5 separate regions of the Mus musculus genome follow, and regions 1, 2, 3 and 4 are each linked to region 5. The links are chromatin contacts, called in public HiChIP or PLAC-seq and promoter capture Hi-C maps. All regions are on one chromosome and are shown on one strand. Each heading gives the region's core, a stretch centred on a gene start, on an enhancer-like site or on the middle of the called end of the contact. The rest is flanking DNA. Distances are from core to core; before and after follow the strand shown.

Region 1 (2,700 bases), core at 121-2,620, 2.7 Mb before region 5:
TGAACTTCAAACTTAATACACCCAGCGAAAATGAACACTGGTCCTCTACCACAGCTTGTTTTTCCTGTATTCCTAAGACTAGTGCCACCACATAATAACCAAGGCCAGATAAATCACCCTCTTAGTTCTTCCAGATACTTCCTTCATACCCGCCTTCTGAGCTACTTTAGGGAGTTGTCATTTTAGGTTGCTTTTTGTTTGTTTGTTTGTTTTAATGACAAACTATTCTGTTCCTTTCTTCAAAAATCTTTGAAAGTGAACACACCCCCCCCTCCCTAAAATGAAAACCCCACAAATGAATTTCCTTGTTCTTTATATCCTTGTAATTATCTCACAGGCCTGCACCAGGACTGCATCTACATCCCTCAGTATCTATCAGGCCTACCTTCATACACACATACTTTCAGACTGCTCTGTCTCTCCAGGTCCAAACTTAGGTTATGCAAAACGATTCCTTCCAGAACGTTCCATGTGCCTCCCGGGTCCTGCATTTGCTGTTACTCCTGCCTAGGAATCAATCGTTCATAGCAATGACTTCCTCTGGCAGATTCCTGTTGTTCCTTCAATATCTAGTCATTTCCAAACCTCTGACCATCACCCTGTTTCACAGACTCCCCATTCCATGCCCCTCAGCCCTTTGAAAACTGAGATTGTTTTGTTCCCTATGAAAGCTGTATTGTTTTTGTGAGAGACCAGGTTTCAGTTCAATGCCCACAATTTAGAGATGGAGAAGCCTGCACATTCGAGGTGTCAAGACTTAAAAGGAACAGAAGCCGCAGGAATCTAAGAACTTGGGCCAGAACACAGAACCTCCAGGCTTTTAGCCAGTAAGATCAGCCCACATCAAAAAGCCACTTTTGAAGTTAACTCACATCTATCACTACAGTGTAACAATCACATGGCTACATTGTTACTTTGACATCCAACTCCCCTTTCCCCCACGTTTCCTGAAGGAAGAGCCAACATCCTCTTTTGGCTTCCAGGGGTGACTGCAGGGTTTTTCTCTCTCTTTCACAGTGAGGGGCCTGGGGTGGGCTCTGTCTGAAAGACTTCTGCTTTGGACGGGTCCCTGCTGGGTTGGTTTGTGTTTCTGGAAACCTCAGTGCCCCTCCGGATGGATGTAAGCAGATTTTAGGGTTGGAAGGAGCTCAAAGTCCTGGGAAGAGCAACATTCCAGGGCGCTCTGAAGCAGCCTTGAGAGGCGGGCTTCACACACTCTCCTGAACGACGGGACAAATAGGAGGGGTTGTCACTGCCACTGATAGAGACTGGACTGGAAAAGGTCGCTACGAATTCTTCGTGCGGTAGAAAGTCTCCGGAGGCGTGGCGCCCAGACCACGCCTCCGGTTCTGATTGGCTCCTTCGAAACAGGCGGCCGCGCTGGGCGACGAACTGCGGCGGCGGCGGCGGTTGGTTGCAGGCTTGCTGGCACGCACAGATTGAGCCCGAGTCGCCCGGAGAAGTGATCTCGCTCCCGGGCTGGTGAGTGACTTCCCTCTTGGATTTCTCTTTTCCTCCCTAACTTTCCGTTGCCTGTCCTGCGGCATCTTTGCTGCGCCTCAGCACGGACTCCCCACCCCCACCTCCCCAGTCTATAGCGTCCCGGTGGAGTTCAGGTGGGCTACAGAGCTGCAGGATTCCCTAGAACTCTGCGATTGGCTGACTGAGGGAGCCGCCTGCTATGATTGGCTCTTGGGGCTGTCACGGTGACGTTCAGCTCACCTTCCGACACCTGCCCGCTCTGGTGGGTAAGAGGGGCTATAAGTGTGAGCTCGGGAGCGGGAGGGGCGCGAGGTAGAGCCGCGACCTGTCCTGCTCTGAGACACAAACTAGTGCATGGTAGCCGGTCACCCTGCTGCCCAGCGCCCAGCCAGAAAGGTCACTTGATTCTTCTTCATCATCATCCTCAGAAAGGAAGGGATATAATCATTGGCCCAGGACAGACTCCTACTCATGATCACGCTGCTGTTTTGCCCCGTGATAGGCACTACAGACTCTTCCTTATTTCGCTTCTGCAGGGCTCAGATCTCCCAGACTTAACGGAATTAGGGAACATTAGTGGAGCCCTTGCACAACGCTCTCCCACCCACACCCCTGGGTTTGGAGAACTGAATTGGGGGAGGCTTGCAGAATGCCCTGGGAGGCGGAGGAACCATTTGAAGAGCTTGCATCCCCATGCATATCCCCCACCCCCACCCCACCCCAACCTCGTTCCATCCTGTCTCCTTTAAACCTAGGGGCCGAGTCGATCACATTAGAGTGCTCTGTAGTCTTTCTTTAAAACGAAGGAACGTGTTTTTCTGCGGGTCCAGTCTAGGTCAGAGTTTGGGTTTTGCTTAGCCCATGTGAGGTCGTTAATGACTACCCTTAGATAAGTAGTTCTGAATGGCTGTGGGCTCACTTCTCTTGAGCTTACACAGAATGATTGAAAATTGGGATTTCCCCACACCTTTAATTCCCTTCAGGAGGAAACTAGTAAGAATATTCTGGTGTAGATTCTGACGTGGTGCTGCATCTGACTCATCAGTTTTTAAAACTTACTATGGTCAGCTGACACTGCTTTCTAGCTGTCTGCTGCCATGACATTGGAGACGCTGGGCAGAGTTCCTTACCTCAGGCATGTTTTTCACCTTCCTGTTGAGAAAGTAAAGTGTACAACATGTTTTACTGTCTTTCAGTAGTTGTTCATGTTTGGATCAG
Region 2 (2,700 bases), core at 152-2,651, 3.0 Mb before region 5:
TAGGATTCTGTCAAAATGTTTAATTCAGTGTTTCTTGGTGCGTTGGCAACCTTGTACAATCACTGCTATCATCTAACCCCAGGCCATTTTATCACTCCAAAAAAGAGACTCATGTTTAGTAGAGATAAACTAGTTCCTCCTACCCCAGTAAAATATGAAATTAAAGCATGTAAGAAAGAAAAAGTTGAAATATAGAGAACATGATTTCTAGATGTTTTGTGTGCAGAATACAAGAATCTAAGCCTTTCCTTTCTTGACCACGAAGAACTAGAAGTAACATTACCAACACATAACTTATAAGATGCTCTTGGCAAAAGGACAGAAATAAAAGTCCACCCTTCTGGGGCTGGAAAGAGAAGGCTCAGCTAGTGAGATGATAACTTTCTAAGCATGCAGATCTAAGTTGGATCTCCTGAACATACATTAAAAAGCCAGGCTTGGTGGTGGGTGCTCCTAATTTCACAGCTGAAGAGATAAGAGAAAGGCAAAGCACCAGGTTCTATTTAGAGACCTTGTCTCAAAAACATGGACAGCTCCCCAGGAACAACTCCTAAGGCTAACCTCTAGCCTCGAGCTTTTCTGGCGTGTGTACATACAGCTGTACCTACACAAACATGTAAACACACCACACAAACATGTACACACACATACACACACACCCCATAATCCTCTTCCCTCTTCTCTTCCTCCCCCTCCTCCAATTCTTCTTGTAATAGAATCTACCCTATTACCCATCTTAAGACATTTTAACCTGAACCAGGGACAGAGCAGAGACAGGAGAGGCAGGGTTAGGGTTAGTTAGGGTGGTAGTAGTCCTACTACTATGTACGGGTTACTTGGATGGATAGCAGGGAGACAGAGGCTGTGCCCAGTTTCACCTAGGTATATTTTTCAGAACAATTTACTTCTTTCATTAAGCACGTAAGATAAATAATCTTTGTTGCTCTAATTGTGGAACTGTGGCACCGGGGTTATCTGAGAATGTCTTAGAAACGCAGAGCATCCGATCCTACTTGTGCAGCAGAATCTGCACTTTAACACGGCCCTGTGTGAGAAGCACGGCTTTTCTAGGTTCTAAGGTCACTTAGCAGAAAGTCAGAGAAAGCTGAGTCCTATGTAATCAGTCACTAGACCAGCAAGGGCAGGTGGCCTGGGAAACAGAAAAGGGGAGGGGCCTCACAACCAGAGCTGCAGTGTCCAGCCATCAAGTCACTGTCAGTCATCTCCAATATACATTTGGTTACCTGTCCTCATTATCTTGGAGAATCCCCTTCTATGGTTCCAGAAACTCGGGCTTCCTAGCCTGGGGCCCCGGAAAGCTGGTCTTGCCCGCGAAGACTAGTGATCAGAGTCACAGGTACGGCTGTCAGCAGAGGCCCGGGCTGGCTCCACCCCCGCCCCGGGAGCCCCGCCTCACTCCGCCTCGGGGAGGGCGGAGGGAAGCCAAGCCTTACCCTTCCGAACCGCCCGGAAGTGACGTCATGCAGGAGCGGGCAGGTCTTTCGGTGCTCTTCCCCCTACCGTGCTCTTCTTCCCTAGTCCCTTCCCTCCCTTCCCCCTTTACTCCTCGATCTCGGGGTTCTGCGGACTCGGGGGTGACGGAGGAGATGGAGTAAGCGTTCGGTGGCGGCCAGGAGCGCGGCCCGAGCAGTCACAGCCCGGAGGCATTGAGGGAGCCGGCGGGGGACCGGCCCCAGCACCGCCCCTCCAGGTAGCCGGCTGCGAGGTGAGTGACCTGTCTCGGGCACCGGGCGACCTGGGTCTGCGGCCAGCTTGCGGGCTACGGGTCTCCCCGGGCCTCCCGGCTGCTACTGTTGCCTAGTGACGGGCCGGGTCGGGCGGGCTGGCGGTGGGTGGCCCGGGAAGCCGGATCCAGGTAGCGAGAAGCGGGAGGGAGCGGATCTCAGAGGCCGGTGACTCTGGGCGAGGCCTTCGGGCGACGGGAGCCCCGCTGCCTGGGTCATTCTGCTGCTGGGAGAGTCCCCAGAGCTGGCGCAGGAGCTCGGGTTTCCGCCGTGGAGATCTCCGTATCCTTTTGGGAAATTGGACAGTGCTCCGGGACTGCTGAGACAGCCCCCCTCGTTTCTGATACTTGGTTCCGATAGCTGGGGTCACCGGCTAAGGCCCTGCACTTCGGACGCCTTTCTCTGATGGTAGTTGTCTTTCTGGACTGGACGGTTATTGTGTGTGTGAGGTGGGTGGGGCAGATAAGGTTTGAGAGAAAGAAATCCCCATGGGGGCTCCAGTGCGCCTGTTTAAGCTACAGAAAAAGGTTTAGACAGATAAAGCTTGCAGAAACTTCTTGGGATTCGCATGGACGCGTTACCTGTGATCAGTAATTAAGGACACACAGTGTTTCCCTTTCTCAACAGGATTGAAGAGACTCCAGACCAGCTCCTTAAAGTGATTTTGATTGTAAATTATCAGCTAGAGGTTTTTCTTTGCACATCAAAACCAGGGATTGTGTGATGACACTTTGAAACGCCGTATTTAAGTTTTCTGAGTCGTGCGCCTCTGTTCAGAGAAAGCAATTTAACAAAGATGCTGTAAGTCAGTCAGCCATTACAAAACCCAAGCAGTTCTGGTGTTTGCTTGGAAGATTCTTTTTCGACTTTGAAGGCTTTCCCCTCCTTAATAAAGGTTGGAGGAGAAGGGGATTGTGGTTATGCAAAGGAAAGGAGCCTAACTGAACACATAGAG
Region 3 (2,700 bases), core at 84-2,583, 2.1 Mb after region 5:
GTCATTACAGCATTGGGAAGGATTTCTAAGCACTTTTTATCCTGGAAAGCGTTGCCCCCGCCCCCCCCCCATCCCTGATGCCTAGTTTAACACCTGTGCTGCACACCCGGGGGGTAAGGCGCCCTTCAGCCCTGGGTCACTTCAAGTGGAGCAATGTATGAAATCCATGGGGGTAGGAAAAAGGCAGAGTAGACGGGGCGGGGTGGAGGTGGAGGTGGGATGGGGACTCCTAGCCCAGGAACCAGTGTAAGAACTGGTTGAAATTATCAGTTGGGAGGTAGGTTAACTAAGAGCTGAGAGCTGAACACCACCTTGTGCTGAGCAGCCCACTAAGGACAAAGACAAGTTGCCTGGTTTCTTTACCGTTAAGGTACCAAGACAACGATGAAAGAGGGAGGTTCCATTCTCACTGGAACCACTCAAGTGTTTCTACTCTGCTTGTAACGGTAGTTTAACAAACCCTTCTTTGTTGACTGGATTCTTGTGTTTAAACACATGATTTGGGCTTCTTGTGGTTGGGGGAGGACAGAACCTACAGTCCTGTAAAGTGCTCTACCACAGAACTACAGTCCCAGTCTAATAAACGCATTTTAGAAGTAAACATTGCGAAATCGCTCATTTAATGGAAGTTTTTCCTCTTGTACTAACGTAAACACATAACTGTGTCATCCACGTGCCACCGAATCTCGTTGCTATGTTTTGTGGCGCCACCCAAAGCAAGGCAAAGCAAGGGTCTGAGAAGGCAAGGGTCTGACCCAGATGTGACCTGAGCTGGCCTCCTGGACAGTCAAGTCCAACGGAAGTCCCAGGAGTCCTGCCCGCTCGCCCACGTTCTCTGCTCGCCCCTCCCTCTAGCAGCACCACGTTTCCTGTCAAAACAAACGTTTGGGGGAGGGGACTGCCGGGACAGAACCCAGCTCTCGAGAAACCCAGCAACAAGACCCAAACATAGGGCCGAGGCCCAGCCGGGCCCCACCGCGGCTCAGTCCCACTCCTCCAGGGACGAGGGATTGGGGACCTGACCGCACGGGGAGCCCAGAGCGTCTCGCGCCGTTGAGCACAGTCGCTGGCACGCACCCAAAGGGATGTCATCACGACCAAGCGGCCCCGGCAGAGCCTGGGCCACCACTGCCACCGTGCCCCACTTCAAGCCTTGACTCCGAGGTCAAATGTCCCGAACTCGGAGGGCACAAGGAGCCCTCCCGCTGCCATAAGGAGACGCGGTCCCCTCAGATCCCACGGCCCCTCCCCTGGGATGGGTACGCACCCCCGGATCCCGCGTAGAGACTCGAGGAAAGCTAGGTGGCGGGGGTCGCGGGGCTCTGCGTATCCCCCCTCAACCAGCGTCGCAGACAAGGGGAGACTCAGCAGTCTGTCAACTCTGGAGCCCCCCCGCAGCCCCACGCGGTATTTAAAGGGCCCAGAGGTACTCCCTGGGCGCGACCATTCGGGAAGGAACTGGAGGGGGACTATAGCACCGCGGCGCCAGAATCCAGGGCAGGGTTCTGGCGAAGATCCCTAAATTCTTGAAGAGTCTGTCTACAAAAACCATAGCTTTCTCACGTTTCTATCGTGAAGGCTGAAGAAGGCTCAGACAGAAAGCCATTTGCACACGAGAAATGTGTGCTCCCTATATTCAGTGGTGGTACGGTCCGGACCGCCAGGGGCGGGGAGAGGAGTGAACACGGAATTGGGGCAGCCTACGGCCGGGAGCGCCTGGGCTGCTGTAGGGCCTAAAGCGTTCGGAGGCGGGGCCTGGCTGTGTAAGGGCGGGGCCTAAGTGCAGCGGGTGACGCCCCCAATCCTGTTTCTTTCAGTTTACCAGGTAGGATGAAATGGACTAACTCCAACCGAACGGACAGACTTCTGGTGTCCGCTCGCGGCAGTAATATAAAAACACTACATGCCCACCTTCACAATGGCCACACACACCGGGCCAAGCGAGTCAACAACATTCCAAACAGGCTGTCCCACGCACATCAGCGTCCAACCGCGTCATCCACACGTGTCAACATGTTCTTGTAAACACGGGTCCTGATTTGCCCCTTGAATTGGACGATTGGTTTCTGGGAGCCACACCTACCTAAGCTCTCCGAAGGCTTCGCCTGTGCACAAAGATAAAGTGTCTTACTTCTTCTAAGGGTTCTTTGGCGGCGCTTATCTTGGGGAGAGTTTTCAACCAGGCTTAATGTAAATAAGTGCTGGGAGGGGCTCTTGTGTGGTCAGGCTTACTAAGCATAACTTCTCGTGAGCTTGCTTCTGGGCATAAAGAAACAGAACCACTATTTTGCCAGGTACAAGTTGGTATTACTTGTGGGTAGCGTCATACAAAAAAAATAAATGAACTTTATATAAGCTGAAATATTCCTGTTTAGGACTAAAATCATATCGGATTGTGGAGGCAAATTGTCTACTATCATTCTAGAAAGAAGAAAACCAAAAGCAGACAATAGTTTAAAGCAAGATAGAAATACAATTGTACAGCATGGACTGGTCTGAGGTTATAACCAAGTCCCTAACATTTGCCTACCCAAGAGATCTTCTTGTTCAGTGGGATAAGAATGGAACTAAAGCACTCTTAGAAGCTCACTGTTAGCTACTGAACCTAGTTGGCAAGTTATTCTGAACAAGAAAACCTACCTAGAGATTTGTATCCATTTGTATCTGTCACTCTAGAAATTACACAACCTAAAGTGGAGC
Region 4 (2,700 bases), core at 24-2,523, 2.0 Mb before region 5:
TGCTCAACATATAATATACACGGATACACACACAATTTTAAAAATAAAAGGCAAGGCCTTTTGGCTAGTGGTCCAATAGGAGGCTAAACCAATAGCAGTGAGTCTGAGGCCACCTTTGGCTGCAGAGTGAGTTGCGTTCAAGACTTGACAACTTAGTGAGATCCTATCTCAAAGTTTTAAAAGGGCTGGGGCTATACAGCTCAGCAGAAGGGCGTTGCCTAGCATACTAAGGGTTGACTTCCAACAGCGCTCCCTTGTAGGCATACAAACGCACACGCACACGGAAAGGAGAGGAGAGGAGAGGAGAGGAGGAAGAAAGGAAGAGATATTACACTTTGCTATTTGAGGGGAATGGCAGAATTAAAGCTGCCCACTCTAGAAAAGCGAACACGGAGCAAGCTGTATACAGAAAGAATGGGTGTGACCTGACAAAGTCCTTTTGCCCGTTTAGACGTCTAGATTTGGAAAAACAACGCCGAAAGGTTACAGAGAACCGAACGGAACTATAATGCACCGGATCCACACACTTCTGAGAAAACTGAGTAAATACTGACAGAAACCGAAGATTTTGCAACTCCTAGAAGCTCCACCTGTACCGGAGCATCACCACCGTCGGGTGCGCTCGGACGTCTACCGTAGTTCCCTCACCTGGAGAAGTGCGAATCAGCGAAGCGACATGAACATCTCACTCCCTGTCCCACCGGACTTCACAATCCACCTAACTCCATCCACCATATCTACGGACAGCTAACTACAGCGGGCGAGCAGACAGGAGCAGCGCAAGGATCAACAAACAACACCGGTCCTCGGGTTTCTCAGAAGTGACGCAGTCCCAACACCCACCCCGATGCCACCAAGCTTCCACGAAGGATCAGACACCTCGGTGAACCTTCAGCTGCCTGGCTGCCAGGCACCCGACGCCCCGTTCCGCCTACCCAACCGAGATGGGGGATGCAGGATGAGGGGAAAAGGCCGGGCTGGGATCAGTCCGGACCCCGCGGGTGCAAAGGACCGAGCCGGGAGGCGGAATCTCCCTGCAGGTGAAGAGCCAAGGTAGCGAAGAGCTGCCCCGCGGCCCGGCCGGTCCCCTCGGTCGCCTGACGCCCTTCCCACGCTCCTCACCCATGATGAACCGCCGCCGCGCCCTCGCCGATCCTCAGAGACAGGCCGGGACTCGGCAGCGACTCCTAGTTGAGCCTGGGCGCCGCCACCTCCGCTACTCCCGGACTCCGGTTCCGAAGCGGACTCCTCCAAGCCTGGTCGGCCAGCAACTTCCACGTCGTCCACCCAGCGGGGGCGGGAGCCGGGGCGAAAGGCCACTGCGACTGCGCGCTGGACACGGAGGTCTGGGCGTCCGCGTCGGCGCTTTCGATGCAACTCCCAGGCGCTCTGAGCGTAGCAGAAATGAACGCCACAACTATAACAAAAAAAAATTTAAGACAAAAGTGTTTCCTGATTCCACTTTTCTGGACAATAAGGCCTTCTCAAATATTAAAATGAGACTTTTTCGTGTTAAATTCTGATATCATAAAGTGGCGAATCGGCCAACGGAAAATAAAAGCTCGATAAAGCGAAGGCACAGAATGCTGGCGCTGGTTGCAGCGTCCCGGTGGTTGCACATCTGCGGAGGCGGTCCACTTTCCTCTAAATGCATTCCCGCAGGAGGAGCCAGGGTTACGTAATAATAACGAGAAAGCTCACCCGCAGTCACTGCATACCACCAACACGGGGCACCCTCGTACCCGAGGTGTCTAATTTTTGATCTCTGGGTGGCCACCTGACCGACCACCCTTCCGCCTCCGCAGAACTGGGAACTTCTTGCCTCCTGCAACTTGAGTTGGAAGTTAGGTAGTTTTCGATAGTGAAAGGGTTTGGTGTTTCTTAAAATTCTTAGAAACGCGTCTTGCTTCTGCGCAGCCTCTCAGAGGCTCGAGGCGCGCTCCAGGTCGGATCCACCTGTAACCCACGCCATGGCTAAGGAAGGCACTGCTGCTGGAGTTGTCATGGACGTCAATACGGCTTTGCAAGAGGTGCTGAAGACCGCCCTGGTCCACGATGGCCTAGCGCGAGGAATTCACGAAGCTGCCAAAGCCTTAGGCAAGCGCCAAGCCCATCTCTGTGTGCTTGCATCCAATTGTGATAAACCTATGTACATCAAGTTGGTGGAAACCCTCTGTGCTGAGCACCAGATCAACCTAATTAAGGTTGATGACAACAAGAAGCTGGGGGAATGGGTAGGCCTCTGCAAAATTGATCGAAAGGGGAAACCTCGGAAAGTGATAGGTTGCAGCTGTGTGGTGGTTAAGGACTTTGGCCAAGAATCTCAGGCGAAAGATGTCATTGAAGAGTACTTCAAATGCAGAAAATGAACAAAAAAATTGGCTTATTTTCTGTTAAGTTTCTCAAAACAGAAAAGTACAATTATCTCAAGCTCTTGAGTTTTCGCCGGAAATAATAATAGCCCTTTTTTAGGAAGTTTTCTTCCACATGGAAACATTGCATTATTATGTTCTGGTTTATAATGAAAATGGTCATCTTTTTGGAAATTTACAAACTGCCTAAGATTTAGTCTAGCATTATTGGGGCTTTTTTTTTTTTTTTTCTCGAGACAGGGTTTCTCTGTGTAGCCCTGGCTGCCCTACAACTCACTTTGTAGACCAGGCTGGCCTCGAACTCAGAAATCCACCTGCCTCTGCCTCC
Region 5 (2,700 bases), core at 146-2,645:
GAGAAAGCGGTGATGGAATGGATGTGTTAGAGGCAGGCAAGCGTGCTGGTGGAAAATTGGTTAAAATGAGGCTAAAGAGCTTAGAAAACATTTCGGAACGTACAAGCTGGCCTTAGGGACTTCCCTCACCAGAAAGAGCCTCTTTTGCTATCTTTCGGAAGGCGGAAAGGTGTTTCTATGAAGTTACAAAGCCACAATCCAGGCTGTTTTGCAAGCTCTGCGGCTTTTGCTTTCAAGTATCTGCATAAGTTCTTTCCTGTTCTATGCTAGCCTGGACTTCACCACCGCGCTCTCTGGCTGATTCACAAAAGAGGCTCTAGATTGCCCAGTCATTCTTTGATATTTATGGGGATGTCAAAGGAACTTGGGTCCTTGTTTCCTTCGGGGTTGGAGAGCCCCTGCCACCCTCTACTGCAAACCAAACCAGAGAGGACAGGAAATGCGAGCAGCGCAACGCCAAGTGTAACTGAAGGCTCTAGGGACCCTGAGTGACGCGCAAGAAAGCGGACGTGGAAACCCGGGTGCTACCACCAGCCCAGAATCCAGGGCTGACCCTCTGACACGGTGAGACTAGGGCTACGCGGGGCTGCTTTTCAGGTCCGCCTCTGAAAACTGTGTGCATTAGAGTCCTAGAACAAGCACAGATCTATTCTGCAATCTGAATGAGGTGGAAATCCTATAATCACTCAGAGACATTTCCCGCGGACACAAGATTGGAGTAAGCAAGGGCCAAGCTACGCAACTGGCTTAGATGCCAGAGACTACAATTCCCAGCATTCATGAGATTAGTGCGTTGCATGCCGGAAACTGTAGTTTCTCACCACCATCCAAACGCATTCCGGATATTCAACCCCTCACAAATTTCTCTTTTGCGAAAAGAAACGCCCAAAAGAAAGGTGACGGCGAACGTAGCGCTGAAAGGACTCGTAACGTGACCCGCGTCGTAGACGAGAAAAGGGTAAAGGACGCATTGTCTTGGCTACCGTTTCCCCTAGTCACGGACTAAACGTTCGCTAGAAGCCGGAAGTGGTTCCCCGGGACCTCTAGGAATGGACAGACGTGCTATGCGCCTACGTTCATTGGACGGTTTTCCTCAGGGACCAAGGCTTCCCAGGCCAAAGGGTGGCCCGGTGTGTGAGGGCCCGCGGAGCCATCTGATTGGAGGAAAGCCGCTGGACAAGCCCAATCGCAAGGAGCCACGCTTCGGGCATCGGGCACCGCACCTGGACAGTTCCGATTGGCGGGCTGCGGTCCCCCCCCATGCGTCTCCATTGGGTGCAGAGAGTGCGTGGTGAGGCACGATTGGTGAGTTCGTGTTTCCCGTCCCCCGCCCGCAAGCAGTGGGGTGAAAAGCGGCCCGACCTGCGCGCGGCTTAGTGGGCGGACCGCGCTGCTGGAGGTGTGAGGAGCTTAGACTCGGGATTGGGGGGGTGGAGGCGGCTCCTGAGACCGAAAAGGACTTGCGACTCGCCGGCCACGCACCATGAGGGTCCTGTGGGTGTTGGGCCTCTGCTGTGTCCTGCTGACCTTCGGTGAGTGACCGGGCGGCAGTGGGCGCCCTCCCCTTCCTGTGTGGCCGCTTCTCGAACGTTCTTGGGGCGTTGAACCTGGGTTGGGGACGCCGGGTGGCCTACAGGGGTTTCAGGGACCATCTCGTTCCCTCGAAGGAGACTTGGGTGATGATGCTTTCCCTGAGGCCTCTGGGAAAAGGCGACTTGGAGACCGGGCATTTAAATAAATACCCTGCGGATGGTGCTAGAGCGCTCCCCGAAGTCTCGCTGACGGGGCGCGGTCTCTCGGACTCTACTCCCGGGGGAAGCCTTCCTGGAACCCCTCCCTAAGGACTTTTGTGATCAGGTCCGACCTTTGGCCACCAGAGCCTGAGGACCCCCAGCCCCTGCCCTCTACTCCCGGAGCGCGTTTCTGTTTTCTAACGCCCGACTCGCGAGCGTGGGCCCTCGGGCCAGCGTCGTGGCGGTGGCCCAATATCTGATTCCGATGTGCTTCAAGAGCTGTCCTTGACATGTCTTCCCCTTTGGGCCGGATTTCAGTTCCCCTCAACAGAAGTTGCACAAACCCTGTTTGCATTCTGACCTGTGATAACTAAGTGAGGCCCAAGTTTTGGCTTGGCCAGTGTAGAGACCTCCTCTCAGCTGTGCGCAACACGTGTGGGTGTAGACGGGGGCCTCTCTCACTGCCTAGGATAGACACACGTGATGGCTGCCTGGCCTTCCAGAGTCAACGGGGGTCTTGAGCATTCATATTTAAACTTTAGCGTGCAAACTTACCTTGACATTGGTTATTGACGTCAGTACATAATTCTTCCATCTCAACAGCTTGTATTTACTTACTGAATTGTGTTAACTCTTGCCCCCGTTGATATGGCTTTTTATGCGAAGGAGAGGAAGCAATAGTGTGGAGAGTTGTAACCTTTCTCCCCAGGGTTCGTCAGAGCTGATGATGAAGTCGACGTGGATGGCACAGTGGAAGAGGACCTGGGTAAAAGCCGAGAAGGCTCAAGGACAGATGATGAAGTTGTGCAGAGGTCGGTGCATTTGAAGCTATGTTGATAAGCTCTGCAAGTTAGTGGGGCAGAGTGGCTGTTGGTGTTTCTCCATTCAGATTACAAGGTCCAGTGCCCAAAATGTTGCTAATGATACAAAATAACCAGAGAAGATCTTAGGAGTGCCCATTTATCTG

What was found. Promoter capture Hi-C pulls out the DNA fragments that hold promoters and counts their contacts. HiChIP or PLAC-seq counts read pairs in DNA pulled down with a chosen protein or histone mark. Capture Hi-C pulls out chosen DNA fragments and counts their contacts.
Region 1: a contact with region 5 is called in an H3K27ac HiChIP or PLAC-seq map of epiblast stem cells, with 11 times the contacts expected there. The contact joins the promoter of Gas2l3 here to the promoter of Hsp90b1 in region 5. A contact is called at or near these places in 3 of 39 promoter capture datasets (the C10 cell line, neutrophils and pre-B cells), 1 of 115 datasets of contacts at active chromatin or transcription factors (epiblast stem cells) and 1 of 9 other capture datasets (liver).
Region 2: a contact with region 5 is called in a promoter capture Hi-C map of liver, with 4 times the contacts expected there. The contact joins the promoter of 1500026H17Rik here to the promoter of Hsp90b1 in region 5. A contact is called at or near these places in 4 of 39 promoter capture datasets (the C10 cell line, hippocampal neurons, liver and 1 more) and 2 of 9 other capture datasets (adipose tissue and liver).
Region 3: a contact with region 5 is called in an H3K27ac HiChIP or PLAC-seq map of thymic regulatory T cells, with 10 times the contacts expected there. The contact joins the promoter of Tcp11l2 here to the promoter of Hsp90b1 in region 5. A contact is called at or near these places in 2 of 39 promoter capture datasets (liver and pre-B cells) and 1 of 115 datasets of contacts at active chromatin or transcription factors (thymic regulatory T cells).
Region 4: a contact with region 5 is called in a promoter capture Hi-C map of pre-B cells, with 3 times the contacts expected there. The contact joins the promoter of Arl1 here to the promoter of Hsp90b1 in region 5. A contact is called at or near these places in 9 of 39 promoter capture datasets (the 3T3-L1 cell line, the C10 cell line, hippocampal neurons and 3 more), 2 of 484 Hi-C or Micro-C datasets (B cells and CD4 T cells), 3 of 115 datasets of contacts at active chromatin or transcription factors (astrocytes, embryonic stem cells and pro-B cells) and 2 of 9 other capture datasets (adipose tissue and liver).

The regions. Positions count from the first base shown.
Region 1 is chr10:89,442,637-89,445,336 of GRCm38.p6, reverse strand. Gas2l3 (growth arrest-specific 2 like 3) reads left to right here and starts at 1,370. Exons shown (of 11, transcript NM_001033331.2): 1 at 1,370-1,482.
Region 2 is chr10:89,685,064-89,687,763 of GRCm38.p6, reverse strand. It overlaps 1500026H17Rik (RIKEN cDNA 1500026H17 gene), which reads right to left and starts at 1,401. Exons shown (of 3, transcript NR_130956.1): 1 at 1,245-1,401. Scyl2 (SCY1-like 2 (S. cerevisiae)) reads left to right here and starts at 1,470. Exons shown (of 18, transcript NM_198021.3): 1 at 1,470-1,726.
Region 3 is chr10:84,575,580-84,578,279 of GRCm38.p6, reverse strand. Tcp11l2 (t-complex 11 (mouse) like 2) reads right to left here and starts at 1,333. Exons shown (of 10, transcript NM_146008.2): 1 at 1,268-1,333.
Region 4 is chr10:88,729,987-88,732,686 of GRCm38.p6, reverse strand. It overlaps Arl1 (ADP-ribosylation factor-like 1), which reads right to left and starts at 1,273. Exons shown (of 6, transcript NM_025859.3): 1 at 1,123-1,273. The coding sequence starts at 1,126. Gm4925 (predicted gene 4925) reads left to right here and starts at 1,586. Exons shown (of 1, transcript NM_001037166.2): 1 at 1,586-2,700. The coding sequence starts at 1,971. The coding sequence ends at 2,369.
Region 5 is chr10:86,704,139-86,706,838 of GRCm38.p6, reverse strand. Hsp90b1 (heat shock protein 90, beta (Grp94), member 1) reads left to right here and starts at 1,395. Exons shown (of 18, transcript NM_011631.1): 1 at 1,395-1,532; 2 at 2,443-2,545. The coding sequence starts at 1,484. Ttc41 (tetratricopeptide repeat domain 41) reads right to left here and starts at 1,028. Exons shown (of 16, transcript NM_001003910.2): 1 at 822-1,028.